3 separate regions of the Gossypium hirsutum genome follow, and regions 1 and 3 are each linked to region 2. A link is a contact called in public Hi-C data. All regions are on one chromosome and are shown on one strand. The core of a region is the stretch at or near the end of the contact, and the rest is flanking DNA. Distances in the headings are between cores, read along the strand shown. Region 1 holds the start of LOC107945030. Region 2 holds the start of LOC107953434 (protein NONRESPONDING TO OXYLIPINS 2, mitochondrial). Region 3 holds the start of LOC121224480 (aureusidin synthase).

The links. Hi-C and Micro-C count contacts between places; a contact is called where the count stands out from the background.
Region 1: a contact with region 2 is called in a Hi-C map of leaf, with 1.8 times the contacts expected there. The contact joins the promoter of LOC107945030 here to the promoter of LOC107953434 in region 2. A contact is called at or near these places in 4 of 34 Hi-C or Micro-C datasets (hypocotyl and leaf).
Region 3: a contact with region 2 is called in a Hi-C map of leaf, with 1.7 times the contacts expected there. The contact joins the promoter of LOC121224480 here to the promoter of LOC107953434 in region 2. A contact is called at or near these places in 8 of 34 Hi-C or Micro-C datasets (callus, leaf and seedling).

What each region holds. Positions count from the first base shown.
Region 1 is chrD12:3,918,561-3,922,689 of Gossypium_hirsutum_v2.1, forward strand. It overlaps LOC107945030, which reads left to right and starts at 2,419. Exons shown (of 6, transcript XR_005922239.1): 1 at 2,419-2,709; 2 at 3,741-4,129.
Region 2 is chrD12:3,711,105-3,715,099 of Gossypium_hirsutum_v2.1, forward strand. LOC107953434 (protein NONRESPONDING TO OXYLIPINS 2, mitochondrial) reads right to left here and starts at 2,461. Exons shown (of 3, transcript XM_016888742.2): 1 at 2,220-2,461; 2 at 2,033-2,151; 3 at 1,196-1,559. The coding sequence starts at 2,344. The coding sequence ends at 1,540. It also overlaps the pseudogene LOC107953432 and the pseudogene LOC107955939.
Region 3 is chrD12:3,859,760-3,863,725 of Gossypium_hirsutum_v2.1, forward strand. LOC121224480 (aureusidin synthase) reads right to left here and starts at 2,069. Exons shown (of 3, transcript XM_041107879.1): 1 at 1,954-2,069; 2 at 1,258-1,795; 3 at 1,125-1,133. The coding sequence starts at 2,069. The coding sequence ends at 1,125. It overlaps LOC121224635 (polyphenol oxidase, chloroplastic), which reads right to left and starts at 1,794. Exons shown (of 1, transcript XM_041108252.1): 1 at 26-1,794. The coding sequence starts at 1,093. The coding sequence ends at 194. It overlaps LOC107945031 (protein RER1A), which reads right to left. Exons shown (of 9, transcript XM_041108253.1): 7 at 3,004-3,184; 8 at 2,776-2,848; 9 at 1,954-2,501. The coding sequence ends at 2,795.

The DNA.
Region 1 (4,129 bases), core at 1,169-3,668, 210 kb after region 2:
CTAAGTTTTAGGGTTATTTTGGTCCTTTTTGAGATCTACAACTTCAAGCAAGTACTTGTAACCTAATTTAGGTTATTTAGGCAATATATACAAGATCTTTTGAGAGGAAAGTAGGGACTTTTGGCTATTTTCTAACTTTATTGCTATATATTTGTTTATTGTGTTCTTCAACTCTATGGCATGCTAAACTCTCTAATTAAAGGATTTTTGAAGTTTGATCTTGTAAATTTGTAAAATTTAATTTGTTATCAATCCTTCTTTGTTCTTTAGTATTTTCGAATCTTCAGTTTGAATTATAATTGTTCAAGTTTATTAAATATTCGACTGTTATTTGATAACTTAGAATAATTATCATCAATTAGAATAATTAAATTTGTAATTGTTTAATTCATTCTAATACTTGTGACCAACTTCATAATGGTGTATGTGGTAAGTAATATATATGCTTTTTGTGGTGTGAATGTGTGATCCAATTTAAATAAATCGAGTTTGTTGGTTAAAATTAGATTACTTTCATTTTTAATGTTACCGATAAGTTAAATATTGTACGTTAAATTATAATGTTATTTATTGGTTGGATTAGATTCATTGTGCTTTGGCACAATTCACCACTTATTTGATTAGTAATTGAATAAAAACAAATAATCAAATTGATTATATATTTTAAATGTTATTTGAATTGGAATAAAATTGATGTAGATTAATCGAATTAAAATTATTTTAAACTATCTGATTGTTTTAATATTAACCCAACAAGAAGAGCTTCTCAACCTATGAAATAACCTTGCAAGAGAGGATAGAAGGGTTCTTACTTTATTTTGTTTTGTTTTATTTTAATGATGATTTATAAGGGCAAATGACCAAAAAAAGCCCTTTTTTTTTCAAAAATTACCGAAATGGGCCACTTATCTAATTATTTACCGGAATGGTCCATTTTCAGCGAAATCGCATCCACGTCAGCGCGATGTCAGGGTACGCGCCAGGAAATCGCGTCCACGTAAGCGCGATTTGCTGACGTGGACACAAATCGCGCCCTCTAGGACGCGATTTGCTGACGTGGCATCAGTTTATGTTTTTTAACTTGGAAAACTTTGAAAGGCCATAACTTTTGGCTCGTTGTCCGATTGAGACGATTTTTTTTTATTTCAAATAAATTTTGCCAACGCGTAGATCTCGAAAAGTTATTCGAAATAAAAAAAATCGTCTCAATCGGACAACCAAGCCAAAAGTTATGGCCTTTCAAAGTTTTCCAAGCTAAAAAACATAAACTGATGCCACGTCAGCAAATCGCGTCCTAGAGGGCGCGATTTGTGTCCACGTCAGCAAATCGCGATTACGTGGACGTGATTTCCTAGCACGTACCCTGACATCGTGCTGACGTGGACGCGATTTCGCGGAAAATTGACCATTCCGGTAAATAATTAGATAATTGGCCAATTTCGATAATTTTTGAAAAAAAAATGGCCTTTTTTGGTCATTTGCCCGATTTATAAATTTATTTATTTAATATATATCATATATGATGTGTAGAGGTGATTATGGGCCGGGCCTCAATAAAATTTTATGTCCATTTTTTAGGTTTGAGTTCGGCTCGGCCCGTCCATATTAAATTTTTTTATATTATTATTTTTATATAAAAAATTTAAAAATATAATACATCAAATACACTAAAAACATTAAAATAAATGTTTACCAATAAATTAAAATTAAATTAAAGAATTATTTATACTTAAATAACACTAAGATAAGTGCAACTTAACAAGCAAATACTTCTAAAATAATAGTAACATTAATAATAAAACAAGAATTATATTATATTTAAATAATAATAATAAAACAATAGAAATATAATAGCGAAACAGCACCAAAGTAGTGACAAAACAACAACAAAAAAAACTTTTTTTTTTTACAAATTCGAGTTGAACCCGAATAAAAAATTTACTTAAAACTCGACTAATTTAAAAAACGAACCGTTCGAAAAAATTTTAATTCAAAACCAGACCCTCCCACTCAGATCTAATGATGCGAGACCTTTGGGGATTATTATTATTATTCTTAACAAATAAAGATATTTTGGAGCCAACATGTAAAAAGGTTTTGGACTATCTACCTTTACACAGAGAAATCATATATATAATATCATAAGTTGGTGCAACTCAAATGGCTGCAATATTACTGTCGGTCCAAATTTCCTAAGAGCCAATTAAAAATACATAGATTTCCAAAAAAGAAAATATTGTTAAATTTGGTAAATTTCAAAATCAAGAAAATGAATCAACTTTGTATTAGAATTCTAATTCAAATTAAAATGCTAATTAGAATGTTAATTTTTCGTTGTTTAAATGATAATAGAAAAGTGCAGGGGTGTGGGACCCCGGTTTAATTCAGCTCCCAGATTTCATCGGCTCGACTCGCTAAAGACATGTGAAAATGTGGCTCTCGGCTTCCTAAGATGCCTTCTTTTTCCTTTCATTTCTTTCTTTCCTTCTTTCACCAATTACATCCCGTCCTTCATTCCCCCACCCCCCTCTTTTTCTATCTCTTCCACCGTCCACAAATTCTCAAAATTCCCCAATTTAACTGTACATTTTTCCTTATTTTCTGATCTTAAATTCTCCATGGATCTGTGCTTAACTCTTGCTCTTCTCCTTCATCTTCCTTCTTTCTTTTCTTCGTGAACTCTTGATTCCTCTTTCTCAGCCTGTTCAGGTGAGTTCTTACGCGGTTTTGACTTAATTTTTACTCGTTATTGCTTGCTCGCTTTCATACTGCTTTCTTTTAGCATCTTCGGTTGTTGTTTAGTTGGTGCACGGAGCTTGTTTACTTGTTTCGACTTCTTCCGATTTTTTACTACTTGCTCTGCTTGAGTAGTTTATGAGTTATGATTCTCTACTTTTGCTTACGGAACTGTACAATCCGTTTTATTAGTAGCGATGAAATATAAAATAAGGGAAAGTATGAGTAAGTAGTCTTTTTTGTGCTATTATTTTTCTTCTTTATTTGAAAAGGATAGATTCGGTTCATGGAATGAACTCCAGAATCCAAACGTACTTCTTTATTTATTATAAATACGTTACGTTACAATGTGAAACGGCCTTTCTAATAGTTAATTAAATATTTGTTTATTGGTAATTAAGTTAGCTTTTAACGAAAATAATATATGTTTTTTTGGATACAGAACAAAATAATAATTAAATATTTAGAAGAACTTTCAATACCAATGTAGAAAAAGATCAATGCCTAATATATAGGTCCTAAACAAGAAAATTAATAATAATCCAAAATTTATCTTCCTACTAGGAAATACAATCAAACAAGAATATGCGAAAATAAACTTTTTTTGGAAATTTAACTACGGATCGCTTGATCTTGTAAAATATATTGCTTTTATAGTATATGTGGGATCGTGCTATCCAGTTTAAAATTCGTAGGAGCGACCAAACGTTGTAACTTTGGGAGCCTGGATTGATCATAAGGGTTTAACTAGTGCAATCAAAGAACTCTTTGGCTGCTTCAACCTTAAGGTTTCTAATTGGGTTCCCTTCTTTATGGGTTGAAATTGGGTTATTAGTTACGCATATAACTTGTTGATCCTTAAATGCCACTAAGCTCCAATTACTGGCCTTTATGAGCATTAGATTTTGATTTTTTTTTTAATTTCTGATTTCTAATTTGTTTGAATTTTGTTTTGAAACCTAATGGATATTATGTTTGATGGTGTTTGCTGAATTTTTTTTCAGTTAAGGTGCAATGAGCCCCTGAGACTTCTGAAATTAAAATAAAATTTGATCATATCATGTCTGATCGTGTTGCAAAATCAGATCCTGATAGTGATGGAACAGCTAGGAAATCTATGAATCATTACCAAGCTGCTTGGATGGATCACTGGAAACATGCAAGGCATAAACCATCCACTGAGGTTCGCAGTCATTTACTGCACTCCCCTGGACCGAGAAAAGATGATCACGAAGATTTTAAGAAGCACCCTTTGCTTTCTAGGACTGAAATTGCAGCGAATATTTCAACCTATTCTCAAGGATTTAGAGACGTTTCTGAAGACAGAACAGATGACACCTTGAAGAAGCGTCTGAGGATGGCTTCAATGAAGTCGGGGAAAGAAATTTTAGAT
Region 2 (3,995 bases), core at 1,211-3,710:
ACCTCTAAGATTTCATCTATCAGAATCATTCAATTTAATACTCTTAAGATCTAACAAGTGTAAAGGGAATACAAATATTTTTGGTTGTTAGAGTTCAAAATTATCTAAAACTAAGTTTGTCTTCTAGGCAAAAGTATGGTCTGAACATGTGTTGTCGCCATAATTGAATGATAAATTGCGGGGTACTTAAGGGTAGAGTTATATATATATTCTTACAAGAATAGAGGGTTAAGCCAATTCTTACCATCAGCTTTTTGCCCATTATGGATGGTGAAAATGAGCTGAGTCTTTGTAAACTTTCAGGTGAGAATGAAGCTTGTGAAAGATTGGCTTCCTGTTCTGATCTCATGCAAAGACAGTGTCTCACCTATGCTGCCCAGTCATAAAACACTGTACCTAGTATTGGAGGAGACATTCCTGAGAATTATCTCAACATTGCCAATGTCAGATGCACAAGTTCTGTTGCAACAATGTCTAAGCTTCTCAACCAGGAATGTTGAAGATTGCCCCCACTTGGTCACAGCTTTCAATACTTGGTTCCGCAGGGCAAGTCAACCTCCTCAAATGGAAAATCTTGGTTAAAAAGAATGGTATTTATCAATGGCGATGGCATTGGTTGTAGATACTGCTGCTTATAAAGGGTTTAGTTTTCTCTCAGACTTCTGTGCATATAGTAAACTGGTGAATAATGACGCGAACTGACTACTCTGTGCATAAAACTAGATATTCCCCAATGTGTTAACATATACAAAAAAAAAGAAAAAAGAAGAAGATAATTTAGCTTGAGGCTGCTATGCACCTCTTTTTCCTGGTCTTAAACGTGAAAGTTATTGTTGGCTGGAAAGGAGATAAGATTGTTAAAAATTTTCGGTTACTCGATGACTTATAACCATTCTATGTGTTCAAAGTGAGGTTATAGCTAACAATATTTGAATATTCCACCATGCAAATAGTGGTATGTATAAATTGACTTATCAATCAAAAGTTAAATGCAGGGCTTTATTGATATTTCTCACTGCTGTTCTTTTATTAGTCAAATTACTATCTTGAGTGGTTTGAACAAAAAAAATTACAATGTAAGTCAAAGTGATCTGAAATGAAAATTGATTCAGTAAATAAGAAAAGAAAGCTATGCTATTAGTACACGTGTGTGTGTGTGTGTGTTCATTGTTTTCATGGTTTTTCATGAATTAGGTGCACCTTAAAACATCATATTTTTCTTTTCATGTCCAAATATATATCAAATACATGAATACTTAAAAAAAAAGTTAAGAGCAAGAAAGCTTAGAAGTTCACTTTGTAAATAAAGTAATATGGATTTTGCTTTGGGCAGTGATTCCTCCAAAGCATATAAAAGGTCTAAATCAGATGCATCACAAATCAACAACAAAACCCCCAATATGCTGCAAAGGTAGCTAATCATTTGCTAAGACATTGGAGCTGAAGAAGTTTCAGTTGTCCAGAAATCCCTTGACAGAGCTTTCAAAAACAAAGACCCTATGCTCTTAATGTCCCAGCCCCACAAAGTATCCAGCTTTGTCACAAGGGTGTTGCAAGTCCTATTTCATGAATTAGAAAACCAAGTTAGAAGTAGAACAGCTATGTTTGTACATCAAACAACATGCTTTCATGGATAGTCAAGTTTTATTCCATGACCATTAGAACCCAACATTCTAACAATGCAGATCACACGGTTGTCTTCAAATACTTCAAGCTCACAATCCGAAGCCCATATTATTACTAGAAATTAGTACATATTTTTACATATATAATTCCTCAAAACAATTACAGCTAAGAGCATCGGAAGTCAATTTCTATATAAAGTTCTACTTTGGATTCTTGAATAACGTCAAAGGGAACGTAGGGAAGTGAAGGACAATTCATTCCTAAACTTGCAACAAAAACTATACGGCATTTGAAACTTATACCCAATTGTAGCATAAAAAAACTTGAACCAACAGAACAACTATAACGTTGATGAGACATTGATATATTAAACAATTGTTTCTTTTTAAAGGTAAAGAAGAAAAACCTTGAGAGAGGCAGCTCCAACAGGAGGAATCGACGGCTATGCTTGATTGCAGGCGAGCAGATGCAATGGCACTATGAAGTGGCATCATCGACTCTAATCCTCCCAACGCCGAAACAATCCTTTAAAAAAAAAAAAGAAGTCAAGAATTTGATAAAAAATTTAGATGGAAAAAACAAAAAGCAAGTACCTTGAGGCGCGAGGGAGGGATCTTGTTGAAGGATTTGGGATTAGGCTCTTTACAGTTAGGGTTTTAGACCGAGAAGCTAGGGTCCTCGAGCCAGCCCGCATTGCTGATCCGAAAAACGACGCCATTTCTCGCTGGTTTGGAAATTGGGTGGAGAGTTGAAACAGACACCGGGAGGCTGGCAGTGGTGTCTTCCTTAAACCCTAAAAATATGGGTTCAGAGATTTGAGATCCTGAGCTCCTTCGAAACGACGCCGTTAGGTTGAAATGTTCTTCGTGGGCCAGTGGGCCCTACTTTCTTTGAGCTGGACATTCATAAGTCCATACTAATGTAGCGCAGGATAAAACGACGCCGTAAAAAACTGAAAAGAGAAAATACCCGATTAATGAGGTGGGGAGGAGAAGCTTAGTTACAGTTCCGATCGAGATCAACGCCATCAACAATCAAAATCAATGGCTGCGATATTCGCTCGTAATTCTCTCAATGCTTTCCGAGCTCGACACCTCGTAAGAACTCACTTTCCTCTTCTCCTTTTGATCCATGCCTTAGATTTATATGATCATGGAATTGATTATTCATTAGAATTTGTTCATAGCCAGCGGGAATTAAAATGTTATTTTTCTGGCACCTGATAATGTACAGAAATGAAGTTGTGGAAAAAGGCGAGGCTCATATGTAGATTTAGGTTAGAGACTTTTCCTCTGTTGTATATAATTTTAAAATTTATTCTCTTTTGTTTTACTTCAATTTCCATAAATTAAGCTCTCGTTTTTTCCTGTTTTAATTGCTTTCTCCATCGGCTCAAAAGCTATTAAGTATTAACAGAACCTCACTGATTATTTGTCATCAACGTTGTTATGATTTTTCTGGGACTTGTATTTTTTCTTTTTGGATATTTTACTGATTCTTTTGGATTATGTATTTATAGGCTGTGTCGGGGCAAGCGTTGCAAGGTTTACAAAACTATGGTCTGCAACACAGTTCGCACTCCTATAGCACCAAGAAGGTCTTGCCTTACTCCCTCTTTGATCTTCCTTTTTTTTATAGCTATAGCTATTTTGAAATTGGAAAAGTATTAAGAATTCTATGGAATATGGATGGAAAGTGAAGATTATGAATTATTTTATGTTATTAATGGGGAGATATGTTTTGAGTTTTGGAAGAGCATGCAATGGGAATAAATGCCTTTCAGTTTTCCACCACGGTTCTCCATGGAAATCATAAGAAATGCTTTAACAATTTTCTTCCATGCATGACCATCAATCCTAGTGTTTGATGGGACTTCTATTTTTAAGGCTGTTCTTTTGCTTGATATAAGATGTCTTGGTTCATGTGTGTTTTCATGTGTATTAACTGCAGATGATTTAGAAAGAGAGCAGCTTGCAAAGGAGATTTCTAAGTCTGGAGTTCTGGTAATATAGTGTGCACTGAAATGTTTCTGTCTCTATTACTTGTTAGTAGTTCAATTTTATCTTTTTCAATTAATGTCTTTTTATATTCTTCTCAATGACAGTTTTTAAGCGAAGCATAAACACATTGCTTCTAACTGAAATGGTTAGGGGCCTCATGCTGACTCTCAAGTACTTCTTTGACAGAAAAGTTACAGTAAGTGTCCTCATGATTCTTTTCTTTGAGCTTGCATTGAACATATTATGATACAAACCTGTCTTTCTTGTACAGATTAACTATCCATTTGGGAAGGGTCCATTGAGCCCATGTTTTTGAGGGGAACATGCTCTCCGCCAATATCCAACTGGAGAGGAACGTTGCATTGCCTT
Region 3 (3,966 bases), core at 819-3,318, 150 kb after region 2:
AATTATTTATTGATAATACATAATATTTAGACAATATAAAAAGTAGAAAATAAATTTAATACAATATGTCCCATCCCATGATTATTATTTTCAGTGCAAAAGGGTCATCATGAAACAAATAATGATGACTCTTGGAAAGATTTTAAAAGAAAAAAGCAAAGAAAACAAAACTTAATCGAGAAATATATCAAAATTATTTGATGTACTCCATTCGAACCCCTCCAACTGTTACATTGCTGCAACTTGGTGTTGTTGGTAACAATGTTACCCATATGCTTTCATCTTGGTCGGCTTCCAAATCTTCCAGCAGTTCCGACACTCCAAGTTTAAGGTCAATTTTCTTCTTCCCGGGTCCGCCGCCCGGAATGTGAGCGAAGGTCCCTGCAAATTCCCTGAACTTTGGGCTGATCTTGAACTGATCAATCAAGTTTACATACACATCAAACTTAACATATGCATCTCCCTTCACTTCAATCCCGTGCACAACCATGACCTTTTCCTCTTCTTTCTCCTTCTTCCTCCAATGGTTCCTAACCTTTACTGTCAAGCTAGCGTCCAGAGCTCGACCATGAGTATCCAACTCGGAGGACGAAACATGGGTCCTTGACAACATTTCTAATTTGTTCTTCTCTTTCGTTTTCAACGTTTGACGAGCTAGTTTTGGTGGGTAAGAAGGCTTGGGACGCATATTCAACCACGGACGGTGAACCTGTTCATAAGAATAACCCAGTTTGATTGTATCCACAACATCACCGACTTTAACCCTCACGAGCCTCAAATTCTCATCATAGAAGTAAAAGAAAGAGTCGAGCCAATCTGGATCTTTGATATCCAATTGTTGTTTATGAGCTTCCCTCCAAACTTCCCATAGGCGATCTATGTTTGCATGGTGTGCGTAGAAAATACGGTCCTTTGCTGCAGAGTAAAACTTACCCATATCTTCCCTTCCAGGGTTTAAGCTGCTCCCGATCCATGTGTGCAAAGCGTTGTGAGGGGCAAGCTCTATTGTGCCTGGTCCATTACAGTAACCTTCCTTTCCAGCTTTATATGTACACCCCCTGAACAGTTCGGTCTTTCTTGCTCCAGACACCATTTGGTTATATACATAAATGCAAGATTTATATCTATTTGATCTTCAGGGATTAGTTTTGTGTCCGAAACATAGTTTAAATCCGCCGTTTGTGGTGGAAGATGAGAAACGTCGCGCATTGTATGATAAAAAGATGAACTATTGTTGGTGTACATATCGGGTATTACCATCCCTTGAGGGATGTCCCAAGCCCAATATGGCAAAGCAAACGTTTCGTCTCCGATGAGACTACCGAGGATACGTTCGTGGAAGTATATCATCATTCGATGCCATGGGAAAAACAACCATGTGCGGTGGATACTGAGCGGAGCATTGGAGTTTTGTTGGTCGTAGGCTCCGGTGCAGAAGAGACAGTGCAAGTTTGCCTGACGGGAGAAACTTCGAGGGTCATGGTGTGGTAGCGACTTCATTATGGACAATGCCTTGTCATATTTAGCGATGTAGTCGACATCGACAGCATGGGCTGGGCGGTGGATTCTTAATGGGGACTGGGGATCGGGAAACTGGAAATCAACGAAGGGTAGCGGTAACTGGAATCCTGGTGGGCAACAATCAACAAGAAGATCCTTACGGCCATAAGATGGATGGCAAGATGTCATGTTTGGTCCTACAGATTTAGCCCCTCTTTTACCCTCTTCAGTGATCACCCCATGCTTGCTCAAACTCCATCCTTCAAGCTTGCCTAGAATCATCTTTGTTAAATCCCTGCATGAACAATGCCTCATTATCTAATTCACTAATAATGCATAAAGTGGATATAAAAATTTTAAAAAAAAAGCCGTATAAACCCAAAATAATATTCAAATCAAGTGACGTGGAAACAAAGAAAATATGAGTTTATATTTCAAATTAACTGAACCTACCCTGCAAATGGGTATTGAACTTGATTTGATTCAAGGCTCCAAAGAGTGACAGTGAACATGACCAAAAGGAAGGCAAATGTGATGGTGGAAATCCATTTGCATGGTCCCAAAGCCATGGCTAACAGATTCTCAACCTTTGTATCCTCTCAATCTCTGCAATAAGAAATGGGAGAGAAGGAGACAAAGGGTGCTATTACCTCTGCATTCTCTCAATCTCTGCAACAAAACACTGCTTTAAATCGTCCAATTCAAACGCGCGTCAATGTCATTCTCTTAAACCTTATTTAATTACCATGTCAGCAGTCACTACTCGCTATATATATGTTTTATTCCATTGTTTTCTGCTTCTTTTTCCTTCACGTAGCTCAGAGAAATGTATTCCTGGTCATGAATCCCTGCTGAATTATTCATTTCATTCTTTTCCCTTCTAACTTCCTCATGGTAAGTTGCAGCTTGAATAACCAAAGGAATATGGAAAACGACATGTATGGACAAGGAACCCCCATAAGGCAAGTGGAGTGTGGGACTTTGCCTGTTAATGATATAACCTAGACCCAGCATAAGATATGCTTGGTTAGCTTCATATCAATTAAAAACACCCTATAAATATTATAAGCATAAATAAGTTTTTTATATTTTTATTACATTTAAGAAGATTATTCTTTTTGAGGCCTCACAATATTTGAAGACTATTCACAGGGACAACTTTTGTTTTGCAGTGACTGCATACTAAAAAATCCATAACAGCAGAGGTGAAAATCAGTTATCATGAATTATCATCTGGATGCAACATTGCATTTTTCCACCAGGTCATTTACTTACCCTGTGAACCAACCAAGCTTCAATCCACACGGGAGCCATCGCTACTTGGGGAAGCTTTCTTACCAGTATATTTCTGTCCATAAAGAAAAAAAAAAGATTGTTATCTTTCAAGCAAACATATTGGGAGGTCCCGGTAGCCATTAGAAAATAAAAGTACAAGCAAAAGACACATGCTGACATAGTAGCAATTATAAGAGTAGAAAATATATATATCCGGTTGAAGCTGACCTGCTTCCCAAAGCTGAATGGAATATACTTATATTTGATCATGTGTGCAATCTGACGCCTCATTGTAAGGACAAAGAGAACAATCCAATAACAAAGCAATATAGGCCAAAAGACAGGGACATCAAATACCGAAAAGAAAGTCATGACAAATGCTATGCAGAAAGCCTTGGTCATGGAGTACCTGAAGAAATCACAAAACAGAACTGAGTATTATCCATACTTAAAAACCCTTTCATTAAGACAAAGCCATACAGATCTCAAGCAAGACAAAAAAAGGTCCAAATACATGTCCACACCACTTACTAATATCACATTTCTATTCTATAAATAGAAAAAACCATACTTCGGAAATAAATAAATAGATAAGAGATTCTACATTCTAATAGTGGAATGCACAAGATCGAGTAATTGACAATGACAAGGTAACAGCTAAATGAAATTGACAGGTAAGAGCAAATGCTTTCAAGCACATTCTCCTGCATTTGCAGAACCAGAGACTTTAATTAGAACATCATTTCTACCAGTTATCGCTTGAGCACATAATGGAATGGTGCTTACAGATAGTCATGCTAGAATTGTTGCACTCAAGCAGCAAGTATGCTAAAGAGATGCTAGGTAAATTGGAAAAGTCTGAATCTTGGAAATAAGTTTGTCCAAGAAAATTTACACTTACATTGCAGTAAGTTAAGACAGGAAAGAAAGCTATACCAAAGCTTTTTAATAATTTCTTTTAACTGCATAGGGATATTTAAAAAGTCAAACACACACGCACAAAAAAAAAAAAAAAAACTAAGACCTTAATTTCAATTGAATACAAGCTAGTACCGCCCACAGCAAAGTAAGACATCTTTAAGTTAATAATATCTCAAATCATGCACTGATATTCCCCAAGTTTCATAAATGATGATTTTGACTTGGCCTAAATGGATAAACCTTGAACAGATTGTTTCCTTAATAAACCAA